Regions from separate parts of the Bombyx mori genome. Here region 2 is linked to region 1. A link is a contact called in public Hi-C data. All regions are on one chromosome and are shown on one strand. Each heading gives the region's core, a stretch centred on a gene start, on an enhancer-like site or on the middle of the called end of the contact. The rest is flanking DNA. Distances are from core to core; before and after follow the strand shown. Region 1 holds the start of LOC693109 (ras-related protein 2). Region 2 holds the start of LOC134198918 (a long non-coding RNA gene).

Region 1 (6,882 bases), core at 3,372-5,871:
GTTACGCCTATTTAATAAATTTACAGTTTTGGCATATTTCAGGCGCAGAAAATAAACTAGCGCAGCTTTAGTGAGCTTTAACCTACAAAGACAGAGCCAAGCTGAAGACAAATCTTAATTATTCAGAAAATTTCAGTTGAAGGCGTACATTTAATCTTATTGCAATGAGTGCAACCATCGTGAAATGTTTAGGTACTTAGTACATAATACTTACAGATTGTCATGATATTCTTTAAACTTCCCAGTCCAAACTATGAACGTGGTTGGTTATCGACTCCAAGGCTTACTTACACTGGCTGGAACAACGGCTATCAAATCCTTCAAACCGAAACAAAATTATTTTGCAGCAAGGATTATGGGGTGGCTGTTGTCAGGCGGTATAAGCTCAGAACATAAGTTAAAGGTTTTTTTTTTAAATTTACTACCTCTAAAATATTGAGATACAAAACGACTTAAAAACAGGAACACGGCAATGGTAGATCTATAACGAACGGGACAAAAATTATTGCTAGGTCGTCATCAGATTGAATTGTGTTACAATAATATACATTGTTGATCAGGTCACCATAATTTTCAATAGTAAATAAATACTAATATATAAATAAATAATTTTCACCAATACTATTATAGTAAACTCGGAATTTTAGCTATTCCCATGACTCAAGTATGTGCACTGAAAATTCAGCTGTTACATGATTTACAAGCCAAGGGAAAAACTGAATCCTTTGTTTTTCTTGTTCTTGAGGTTCAAGAAGGGGCTTTATGTTAGGCATCGAAATCTAGAGTATTCTTGCGATCATCGCTGATTTTCCTGAGCGGCGGTGACCACTTATCATCAGGTAAACGCCCTGCCCATCTGCCTGAGATATCAATTTAAAAATCCAGGACTGAATACGTTTTTTGGTAGATATATATAATATTTTTTAAGATTTTGCAACAATGCTTTGCATTTCTCGTGGCTACTGGCTTGTGATGAATGAAAGTTTTTCAAAAAACAAAGATAATGTAGTACAAATGATCACACCTGACTACGTCCGAGCGAATTAGTTTTATCTAGGCCAGTAACGGCACCTAAACAGCAGTGGTGCACGAAAACACAGCAATCGAAGCATGACCTTAAACTCGATAACGTCCAGTTCACCACAGATGTTTTATCCTATTCCCGCAACCAGGCACGTTCCACATTTAAATATTCACTCACCGAAAATCCATGACGTAACGTTAGCTATATGATAGCAGCACTTCAGACTTCTCAATTATCAGGAAAACATTAGATCGGCAATCAATAGGTGTATATTAGATTTAATATTAATTTCATAAATAGAACAAAAACGTTTTCTAAAAAACGAACCGATAGGTACAGTTTATTATTAAATATTAGGTAGGTAGTAGGTATTATTATTAGGTCCAAATAGTAATTATGATTGCTCGTTACTCCTCTACCTTATGTACATTTGTTTACATTACGACATGAATGCAGAGAAATCGTTAAACATCAGATTATTATTGCAATTATAAGTACCGATGAACGTCGTAGAAACTGAGGATGCTTGCGCACAGCATGTCACGGTCCAACAACTGCCACAATGCAGTCTTTTATTTGTGGCATTCATCACTAAGCAGTCAGCCCATAGTCATATTTATGAGTCTTGGGCACATTAGATTGAAACATTCAACACTTATTTACATTTGGTATTATAAACAAGTCTTCTTTTTCTACTCTAATGGACAAATGGTGTAATTTCACTTTAAAGACCCAGTCACCAAGGCCGCTTTTCTAGGCAGTCAGCAAAACAAGGTGACTGGCTGAATTCCTGAAACGACTGAGTTAATATTCTACCGAGACCTAAAGTAGGCACTACTTAAGACGCCAATTTGTAGGGAACAAGCCAGCAACTCATAGTTTCATATAATTCATGCAAACTTCAACAATGGTTTCAAACAGTAAGTACTAAAATAAATCTGATCAAGCTTAAAAGACATATGAGTTTGATTATACATTTTACATTACCATGTAGTTAGTTATGTTATTAACATACATAAGTATTTAGGTTTATTTTTCAGAAGTGTGTAGGCAAATGATAATTTTGATTTTAAATTACACCATATTTTTCACACAGGGTTAAACTTTCAATATTTTGGCACAATTCATTTTTTTTGATCTAATTTATGCCGACCATACTTTGCTCTGACTGAATTTATAAAAAAACATTCATTGTAATTAATTGTAATGCACTGACCACCTATCATATTTCAATAGTAATATACAATAAACTATCCCAGAAGTCCCATCAACAAATTACAAAGTTTTAATACAATCAAATACGTGATGCAGAGAGCACAAATGAGCTAACAATCTTGCAAATGTCCTTTTTATACAACTCTATATTTTGTGGGCCTACTTATGATCTTAGGGTTTTAAATAGAGAGGTATGTACTAAAGCGTGTTAAAAATTTTACTTTTCCTATCATTATATTTACAGTTCCTTATAAAATGTTAGTCCTTGAAATCTAACCCATTATTAACCAACCAAAATATTAAGATATTTATGTACTCACCTCTAAAACAATAAAATAAAATTTGTTTTCAACTATGTAAATATAAAGTTAGTACTGCCTCAATTAATATTAGGTGTAAATGCGGTATTATTAAACATCAGTGCTTTGGTTTATATATTAATTTTACTATTCATTCTCATTCTTTCAAATCTATCAGTAAATTATTTGTTGAAATCAAAATATTTATGCTAATTGAAAACCACCCAAGGTCACCATATACAATTCAGTGGCAATAACGTAAAACATTTAATTCAATGTTAATTTGCATTGTTATGATTTTCCATACACAATTCATAATTTTTTTTTATTTTTTACCACCAAGTTTTTATGCTACTTTCTAAAGTTCATAAGAAGCTCTTAAAGACAATGCAACAATTTCAGCTCAGTATTCAATTGAATCGGTGACACGGAGACATTGATTTTTGGATGGACTTATAAACATATTTGTCATGCTGTGAGATATATTTTAATAACCTTATCATTCGCCTGAGTTACTTTCGAATAAAACTTCACTTGTTACTCTCCCACTTAAAACTTTTATTATAGATACTTTGTTATATATGTATTATCACAAATCCTGGTAGACTTTTAAAACACAATCACGCAACTGACAATTCTTACTGTATTTCCTTGATTACTTGTTTTTCATACAAACATAATTTACACAATAAAACACATTCTGTAACATGACTTAGGTGTAAACTCTTACTCACCAAGATCCACTCTACACAATCATACAAAATTATTGCATATTGGATGGCTTTTTAATTCTCTAAATCATCCTTGCCCTTCAATATTTATAATCTCATGAAATTATTTACAAAAAATACTAACATTAGTTTACATGTTAATGTTCAATTTGCTGTAATGGAATGCTTTTGCTCACATTCCTATTATGTTGAACAAAAGTTAGGTTCTTATATTATGCTTCTCAAATTTTGTTCATTTTGTTTCTTATATTAATCATAATCATCTGCGGGAGTATCTACCAGTACTAAAGTATGAAAATATAAGATAAAGCACCTTGATTGGACAATGGTATGTATCAAAGATATTAACAACGTGATATGACGCGCATCGCGACCGCCGGAGGGCCAGCGGTCGTTGCCGGCGCGCCGCCGCCTAGCTCTCCACTGGAGGCAACCGGCTATCGAGCGGAAGCGGACCAACTCCCGCCTCGCTCTTGCAGTCTTACGAGAAATAAATGCCACATTACACACTAAATATTAAAGCACTGTACAACAACAATAAGGTTTTTCTTTTTCTGGACTAACGTTCATTTCACGCACAATTTCTGCAAACATCTCGTTCACGTTGGTGCGACTCTTTGCTGAAGCTTCGACGAAGGGACAGCCCCACATCTGCGCGAGCGCAGCGCCCTCCGCATGCGCCACCTCACGTTGATGTTCCAAGTCAGCCTTATTTCCCACAAGTAGAATTGGTACACGTTCTGATCCTTTGACACGAGTAATCAATTCCTTCATTGGTTTGATGTCTTGAAACGTTTGGTGGTTTGTTAATGAATATACTACTACAAAGCCTTGACCATTTTTTATATACAGATCTCGCATCGAAGCAAACTGCTCCGTGCCAGCGGTGTCCAAAATTTCTAAAACACAAGGAGAATTGTCCACTTCGATTTCTTTTCTGTAGAAATCCTCTATCGTCGGATCATATTTTTCCATAAAACATCCTGATACAAATTGCACAGTCAACGCACTCTTTCCGACCCCACCCGAACCCAACACGACCACTTTAAATTCGCGCATTATTGTGCTCCGTAAATCACAATTGCGAGTCTTCCACACAATGTTATAGAAACGTATTCACACTGTGCGCTATAAAATGTCATTGCTATGTTGGTTTATGACTCACTCGGATGCGATCACTGAGTTACATTTACTAAAGTTAATTGATAAACACCGACGCCATTTTAGTTCCATGTAAATTAAAATAACTCCAACTGCATAGCACTAATAACTTTAAAGACAAACGCGGAACATAACTTCCATTCAACTGACGTGATCAACACCAGCTTGGTTCCACACGAGCAGCAGGTTGGTCAATGCACCTAGTTGCAATGGTTTGATTGGTGAATGGATAATTTCCCTAACGAATAATAATATTGCCACCCATAAAAACCAAGCTTTTCACATTTTTCCAGAATTTTTTTTATCACTGTTCAATTGTTACACTGATTATGTATGTTGAATTATTATGTGCATTACTTTTGAAATAACTAAAAAACTTCTTATTATTTCATTATAAATGACACTTTTCGCGTCACTATGCTAAAATTCTAGTAGCCCCATAGACGATTTGCTCTTAGAATGTGATACAAAAAGAGTTCAAAAGAAGAAATATTCACAAAACAAAACAAATATACTTGATAGCTTTAAAGTCACTAAATATGAACTAAAGATTATTTGTGTGAATATTGTTTTGGTAAACATCCACTATAATTCTAGTTAGAGTTGAGCACTGAATGTATAACATATTATCTTAGGATCGATCTATCATATTATCTTGATGTCTATGGGATTAAAAGAAATATAAAAGTATAAGCAAGCTAAAGGAAATTAGTTATACAAAATTACCAAAATTCCTTATTGCGCAGTAAAATATAATAGCTAGCAACACTTAAACGGATATTCTAATATCATCATGTTGGCTATACTGTTGAAAGTGATCAAGTTAAGAAAAAATAAATAACATCGTCATTGAAATAATAGAAAATTGAATAATTCTTGAATTGAAGCTTAAATAAACTTCAATTCAATTGAAACTTTTGTAAATCGGAGTATTAAATGATACATTGTTAATGATGCCCTTAGAACTTGTCTGTATAGATTAACCTGGTTTTAATTCGATCAAAATCGGAACCTGTTATTACAAACGCAGTATAACTAATACCCGTTAAATCATGTTTTATACCTTTAAATTCTATTTAAATGTTGACTTGCGAACCAAAGAAAATATTCCCAACAGTGAGTGACCCTTTAATATAGATATTAAACATATTCATTTCCACTGTGAGCTCCTACCTAATATCAGTCAGTCAGTCAGTAATACCAGATTATGGTACTAATATTCTCGCTATTTCCCAGTTATATACCCAGGTTACTACACCAGCACGGACTACACGAAATTAAGCTAAATGATGGGATTCAGGTATTCCAAAGAAAGCATATGAATTTATATTTCAATGCACATTTTCTACACAGCAAGAGACAATAAAATCCGGCACTTGTACAGAGACTACGAAGATTGAATGAGTAATGAAAAATGTTAAACTCAACACGGCCTAAAGCTGATTGCCATACTGAACAAGAAGTTTTTTCAAATTACTTCTGTCCTCTGGAAGAGCAGTTAAGTTTTGTAGATAATTTATTGTCTTTATACTGTCAAAGACCGTTTTTGAGATTGCTATTCCAGGGTAAAATGAAAAGTAAGGAAGAATTTAAATTCTATGCATAATAAATGTTGCATATGTATGCCACCGTGTTTGAAGAGTAGTACAGCCGCTGTGGCTAATAGACTTTATTTAAGTCAATTTGGAACGTCTAAGCATTCACATAACCTCAAAAAGCGCATGTGCTGTGAACGCGTCTACCCATCTATTATATTAAAGTAGTAAAATATGTATCATATACTTGCAATGCCTATTGCTATGCGTAGATAAAAACTAACTAGTTTTTAGTAATACGTATAATACGTATTATGTGGGTACTAGTTCTGTTCAATTTGGTTTTTTTAATGGATTTTATGACCTGGTAACTAAGACCTTTAGGTCAAGTCTTAGTAAAGTGGAGTAATCTCATTAAAATGGTGGTCATTTACTGAAACTTTTTCAGTGGACTTTTTGGAAGATCCCGAGAAGTTACGTTCAGTGGCTTTGTTTCATTTTCCCACATTTGTGCACTTTCACAGATACTAAACAATTAATAAGCCACCGTTATTACACATTTAAATCTGATGAAACACTGACTAGACAAAATAAAACAAATAACACAACTTCACTCCTCGGGTTACCGCCAAAAAGTGTGTTCAATTTGGTGGGATAATATTACCATAGTATTCCCCATACCATAGACAATTACTTAATATTAACCCATACCTACCTAGTACCTACTATAAAGAATAGGTAGGCAATAGGCACCATAGATTATACACTTAATATATTCGACAGGCACACTTTACTAATATTCGCTAAAAGTGACCAAAACACGGAATTTAGTAAATTAAGCCAACGTAGGCTTTAATTCTATTGTTGATTCTAGAGACAATTAATATACGAAAAAGGTTACGAAACGGTAAGTTTCA
Region 2 (7,190 bases), core at 1,152-3,651, 45 kb before region 1:
TGGCTATGCCGTTGCCTACTGTATCTAGCGTTCATGAGCGACGATAACCACTCAGAATCGGAAGGACAACATACTCGTCTGCCTGGCAGGGCAAAAAAGTACCTACCAACTCTCAATTTAGGAATTAGTAGGAGAGTTAGACAACAAAATAAGCTTAGGGAAGTAAACCCAACGAAAGACATTGAAGAAGGTAGTAGGGTAGCCATGGTTGTAGGGCGCGATGTGAGCCAGCACGAATAAGTACCGCTGTCCTGGGCCCAGTAGCCGTACAATACAATGAGGGTGGAAAACGTTTCTAATATCTATGTGATCTATAAACGTCTAAGCAATATGTGGTCCGTGGACCGTGACTTCTTTAATTTAGTACAAAAAAGCAGAAGTAGTAACTCGATATAGTCGAACTCTGCTTTTCATTAGACTAACAGTCGAAGAGATTTCATGTGGGTCCTGTAGCCTAGAAGAAGTGTAAATGTTCGTTTTCTTCATAAATTACTGTTAATTTTTACGAAGTGCTGATGTTCCTTATAATTACCATGCAAACCTATTGAGTGCAACCGTCTAAACTGTTACAAGCTTCGTAATCGGCTTACCAAACTCATCGGGTTCAGTGAAGCGACATCGCGACGTGACAACAAACGTTTATTTTGATTACTACAAATTTTCGCAACGAAATCATTATTGGTGCGAAGCGAACGTAAGATAACATCGTTTTAAAACTTGTGTTTTGTACAAATAGCAATAAAAACTGTACAGCGGTGCTGGCCACAGCTTCCTGTGATACGGCAGTGGCGCGCCGCACCGCCCGCTGTGCTGATAAACACGCGCCGGTCGACTTCCGCCTCCGAGGACGCGACGACCCATCTCCGTCCACTCTCACTGCTCGGTCAACATGTAATATAAATAGAAAACAACCTTTTTTTAATCAAGCCTCGGAGATTTCGAAGAAGTTCTTATAGGTACACAAGCCGTACTCGACCGCTTCACTGGGCATTTAAAATTAACATTATTATTTATTGTCATCATTATTATTAGGGTGTCCAACACTCATATAAATATTTAAATAGTAATTTATAAAGTATTTTCTACATGGATACCAAGTTTCAAGTCAGTCGGATGCATGGTTCAGTAGTTATAATGGAACATCCGTAACAACCACTGTAGATTTATATACATATTAGTATAGATTAACAGAAACGAATTTGCATACGCTCAAATACTATTATGCTGTAAATAAAAATGAAAACCCAGCTATGACTAGGTTTTCATTTCTGTGAGCCGAACTTGTAGTCTAACATTTTAGTCACAATCTAAAGGCAAAGTCATGAGTCAGATCGTGATGCATACATACTACTAAATAAATGTGTCAGATTTGATAAATGATGAAAGAAAATTTAATTGGGTTTCAATGGAAAATGGGCAGTAGCACTCTATGAGTATTATACCAGCGTACTGCGACCTCCAACTAGCATTTACTGGTGGTAGGAAGTATTGTTGCCGCTGCGGGAGTACCACTAACTTACCCATTTCTGATGTGAAGCAGAAATGCGTTTCGTTTTGAAGGATAGCACAGTCGTTATACAATTCATGAGACTTCCACCAGATTAAAGCCCTAAGCAGGGAAGCCTTGAAGCCTTAAGGGTAACAGCATTCAATTCGTAATGTCTAATACCTCTGGTAGCCATTTGACACAAGGTAGACCCTGAACTCGTTCACACACCAACGCAATAAAGAAATAAATAGCCATATACTGGGTATATGTCTGGGTACTTCTTGACAGTTTCCACTTAAATTTGTTTTCCAAAATTTTAAAGAAATTTCGACTCCCAGAAAGAAAGATAAAGATTTTTTCAGAAAGGGAAAGAAAAATTTATTTCACAACAAAACAAAAAACAAACATAAACAGTCAAAAACAATAGGCGGTGTTATCGATAAAGACAACCGTTTTTAACTAGAGAAATTCTGAAAAAGATACAGCAGTGTACCACAGCATACGGTGTACTAATATAAATAATATTCAGAGTGATCAGTCAAAAATATACCAAACCTATTACATTGGCGCATTATTAAAAAATGAAGAAAAATACAATTTTATAATAAAAATAAATATGCACCAACAATCTGATTTGTATTAAAAACCAAAACAAAATGTAGCCGACAGTAAAACCCGATGATTTTGAATAAAAATACCCTGTGAACGGTATCAATCACAATGATCTAATTCAAATACAGGAAATTATATATATATTTTTACAGCCTTCTTTAAACATACACTCTGCTATTATATATGAGTACGATCCCAATTAATAAGCGGAGCGGTTCCAAAACTTTTAAGAACAGTTTAAGCTACTCTAGTCTAATGTTAAACGTTGAGAGTACATACGATGTCGTCTGATATTAAGGTCAATTGCCTCGCCCGATTGTTGGGCTAGTCTCCGATAAGACTGTTCAAACGGTCACGCTACCGATGTCTAAATAAACACACAAAAATTTATCTAAGGCCAATATTATTTATACTACCGATATACCTCTAATTGGTCAGTTAACATTTGCTGACGTAGAAAACCATTTAACTTTATTAGCCGGTAAATAACATCAATTAGACTACATTGACAGGAATGAAGATTTTCTAACAGCAAAACTTTTAATTCCATGAATAAATTTTAGTACTATCTCAGCTTCCATAATAGCTTGTCGGAACCTATGTACATCGGTTATTATAGTTATCACGAGACCATGAACAATCGATACACACAAATACCTATGCTTCATTTTTTTCTGTATCAGCTAATGACGCTTCCTGCTTCGTATACGGTTGATTGATATTGAATATAAACCAAAACGGGTTCTTACCTGCACCAGTAACTATACTAAATTAAAGGGTGTTGTAGACATTCATCCACTATAAGGTTAATTTATTTTATATTATAATATAAATGGATACTAATTTATAGGTTTGTTTGTTTATTCGTGTTCGTCGTCGTTTTTATCCGATTGACTTGGAACTGTTCAGTTATTGTTGGCAAGAGCACCATCAACTTAAGATGGGTGACGTGGAAGTTGTTTTAACATATGGTTATAATTCATTCATTTGGCCAAAATCTGTCGTGTTTAGTTATATTTGCTAATTAATTAGCACTATTTAAAACTCAACTGACGGCTATTTACCTAATAATAATATAATTTGATCATTAACTTATAATATTATTAGTGGAAATACCAATATCAGCATTAGCATTTGCGAATTTGGGATTTTATGTTGAATTTTGAATCAGACTTTCCGTGAGTTTTGGGTATTTCTCAATTGTTTGTCATAATAATCAGAACAAAATGATTTGCTGCTTCTAACTTCAGATGCCTCATGATCTAAGAAGCATACATTTATTATAAAATGAATGTCGATTAAAATTATTAATTTCTTGTTAAATTATCCTTCCTGTTAACTACATGTGTCCTTCTTAGTTACTATGTAACAATATTATTACCCATAAAGTTTAATACATTTTGTATATAAGCATAATGTATTATCGTTGTTGAATTTATTTCAGAATCTCATCCACTCACCACTCTACACAGTATGATTAAGTCAAGCCAGTGATGTATCATCATCTCGGCGTGGTCGGCGTCATAAGTCAAATATTTGTAATTCATCAGCCCAACCACTTATCACTGTTCATCCGTGTTCGATTCTAAATTATATACTTGAATTATATACTTGAATTATATTATTGAATAACGTAGCTCTTACTCACACATTCATCACAAGATATTCTCGTCAAATTATAGCGGCCAGCTAACATCACAAACGTCAGTGGGGCCGAACTGTTGAGAGATGTCATGGACACGGGTGGTTGCGTCACCAAACAATGTGAAGCGAAGCAACCGAATAAGCAGTTTTCACATCGCCTTCAACCTGCAATCCTCATATTTACCAACGCAAATTTAGCTAATAACGATTAAATCATAATTAGCCTAATTTACAATTACTCAGAAATAAGTAGACTAATTAAAAAGCATAGATAAAACCGTGGAACGGAACTGTGACGAAAAAATCCCTACGTCCGTTTCAATGGCTAATAAATGACCTAGCTATCCAGTGATCTGACTATTCTTAATTAAGGTTATGGTGACTCTCTGGTCGACCTCTACCATTAATTAATTAATAACCCCTAGGAAATTGATAGCCATCATTAATCTGAGAGATGAAATAAACTTGTATACAATGACAATTACAGATTAATACATTTACAAGAATAATAATAGGGGTTAAAGTATGAAATTGCCGTTTTATTTTAATAGGTACTACGAATTGACATAGAACCTTCATGATTTGAGATTTTTGAGTGAAACTTTTTCAAATGGTACCTACCTATGAGGTTCTTCTTTTAAAAAATGTGCAACATTCGATTGTCGCCTTTCAGTTGTTTTTTTTTATTCAGCTTAGACAAGAAAAATGGATACTTCGAAAATTCGAATGATTTTTGAATACGAGTCTCGACGCAGAACTAGCACTGCAGAAACAGCTCGCAACATCAAGTAGACATTTTGATTAAATAAATAATATGTTAAATGATAAAAAACCAAAATCAATTTTTCAGTACAAATCGGCAATTTCATACTTTAATCCCTAATATTTCGTTTTGAGGCAAGAGTAAACAAGGTCGACTTTTTTCAATTTATTAATTTATTAACATTATTTTTTTTACTTTCTTAAACGTCATTAAAGTTGCAAGGAAACGTCTTCTATTTCCGATCAGATACATCACCAAGATAAACTTTCTTTGCTGACACTCCGAAGCCAAAAGAAACTTTCCAAGAAGAATAAATTAAGGGACCGCATAACCGACCGCGCCAAATAAGGACGAACAGGATTAAATTTAGTATATACCATCCGTGAAGCACACCACGTTCCTATTTAATATTCAAGGCGATATTAATTTATACTCACATTATCGGTAACCGGTATTACTTAGTATGGCAATCGGCTTTAAATAGCACCATATATTTTAGTAGTTTAAATAGGGAGTCCCATCAGTCTAAAACTAGTTATTTTTTTCCCTAGTCTGTTCAACTCGTATCTCTCACTATAGTTCGTAATATGTGTAACAACATACTGACTAATTCGAATCAATTGAACGCATGAAGTTCTCACAATATCGTCACTAACCGTGTGTCCTACTGTGTATTTAGGACGATCATCTGGTACGAAAAATAGGTCGTTAACTAATTTAGCATATTTGAATAATTTTTTTAGGTGCACATCAATTACGCCTAGTCTAAATAAAACATTTATAAACATACCAAAACACACTAACGTGGACCTGTTTACTCTATTTTCCGAAACGCTACGTAGACCGATAGGTATAGGTACTCTGTTATCAAACCACGGCACTAGCTTCATAGTAGATGGTCCTTTGTATCAGCTGTCATTTTGCATTGGAAGGCTTTTAGAAAGGGGAGCTTGAGCACACAAATTAAATTTCGTTGAATCATTGTGAAATGCAGCCGTGAACGTCAGCGGATTTCCAATAATTACCCGTGAATATAGTGGAGCTGTGAACTACGGCGATTTTGAAAGTATCCTCTTATAATTTAGCTTCATGAAAAATTATGCAATGTTACTGAATAGACCATCAAAGACCGGAAAAATCATTTTAATACTAAAACATGACGCTAAGTATTTTTTTACTAAAGTAAGATACATTATTAACATTCAAACATTAATTTCTCTATATTGATTAAGAAAATTATAATACTAATTATAAATACTTCAGTAGGTATTTATAAATTTAATGATACTTGCTAAACGCTAATTTCAATCAATTGCCAAACGCTATGTACAATAGTCAACCATATATTTATCATTCAGTTTTTAATTGATTTTTAAATCAATATAGTCGCGGCGACGTCCGCGTCGGTAGAAGCAATATTGTATTATATATAACATTAAATCCAATGATCCACGTCAACATACATCAAGAAACGTAAACACGGACCGTACCACTCAGTCCGTACCGCGACCTATTATTTAAATCCCCTTGGACGTGAGTTCCATTATCTCTCAGCGTTTGGTCAAGCCCTCAAGTGAGTGGACATGACGTCAGCATAAATGCGTTGGGGTGCTCTAAAGAAACAGCCTGCTCGATCTGTATAATACCCTTCTCAAAGCTGAAATGGTTTTTTTTTTTCAAAAGAATATAAACGACGTTGCCGAATGAAGGTAATTTATTACGTAACATTTAAATGATACGTGTGTAACATTTAAATGGTACATGTAACATTCTAATTCGTTTTCATAGAATTCACTAGAACGAAAAAAAAAAATTATTGCTCTAATATTTTATTTTATTTTTTATTGCTTAGATGGGTGGACGAGCTCACAGCCCACCTGGTGTCAAGTGGTTACTGGAGCCCATAGATATCTACAACGTAAATGCGCCACCCACCTCGAGATATAAGTTCTAAGGTCTCAGTATAGTTACAACGGCTACCCCACCCTTCGAACCGAAACGCATTACTGCTTCACGGCGGAAATAGGCGGGGTGGTGGTATCTACCCGTTCGGACTCCCAAGAGGTCCTACCACCAGTGAACATACCGACGAGAGACAATGGTCTGTCTGTTGGTAAGCGGTTACCTTCAAGCCAGTGTTGACCGCTGTCTTCAGTCCCTTTTAAGCCTCGCTTGAAGAAGAAAATGTCAAATCACTGTCAATGAATGCATCAGTTCCGGGTTGTAGGGATAAGCGGTGATCTGAAAGTGGGGGGTTCCGTGGTAAATATGAAATGAGGAGATAATCTCAAAAATATACTGTCATTTAAGTAAGTACACTTGAAAAATTTTTAAATGAACGATATATTTCTGATCATCGTGGAATATAATGGGATTACGAGTTTAGAATATTTCAGTAATTCAGAATTTTTAAAAACTCTTTGATACTGATTTGGTTCCTTCATATTATAAATATACCACGAAGCATTTACAAGTTTCATTCGTAATTACACTTTAGCTTTCATGTTACACGTTAGTTTTTAATTAATTTGAATTGGCGTCATTACTGATGGCAGAGCACAACTATGAGCGCGCACGGGTATGCATAAACCCAAACAATTATTTAGATTTCCAAAAAATAACTAACAATTCAAAATTATATCAGCTAGTTTTCTGTTATCCTTGTACGATTTTTTTTTCATT

The links. Hi-C and Micro-C count contacts between places; a contact is called where the count stands out from the background.
Region 2: a contact with region 1 is called in a Hi-C map of whole pupa, with 2.8 times the contacts expected there. The contact joins the enhancer-like site here to the promoter of LOC693109 in region 1. A contact is called at or near these places in 3 of 7 Hi-C or Micro-C datasets (midgut, an unstated tissue and whole pupa).

Annotation. Positions count from the first base shown.
Region 1 is chr5:8,963,083-8,969,964 of ASM3026992v2, reverse strand. It overlaps LOC693109 (ras-related protein 2), which reads right to left and starts at 4,621. Exons shown (of 1, transcript NM_001046862.1): 1 at 3,078-4,621. The coding sequence starts at 4,328. The coding sequence ends at 3,786. LOC101738538 (phospholipid scramblase 1) reads left to right here and starts at 6,707. Exons shown (of 5, transcript XM_004930164.5): 1 at 6,707-6,872.
Region 2 is chr5:9,005,757-9,012,946 of ASM3026992v2, reverse strand. LOC134198918 (a long non-coding RNA gene) reads right to left here and starts at 5,739. Exons shown (of 3, transcript XR_009973203.1): 1 at 4,946-5,739; 2 at 3,750-3,910; 3 at 623-876. Within about 2 kb of position 2,401, at least 2 of the 8 cell types and tissues checked have open chromatin away from gene starts, as enhancers often do.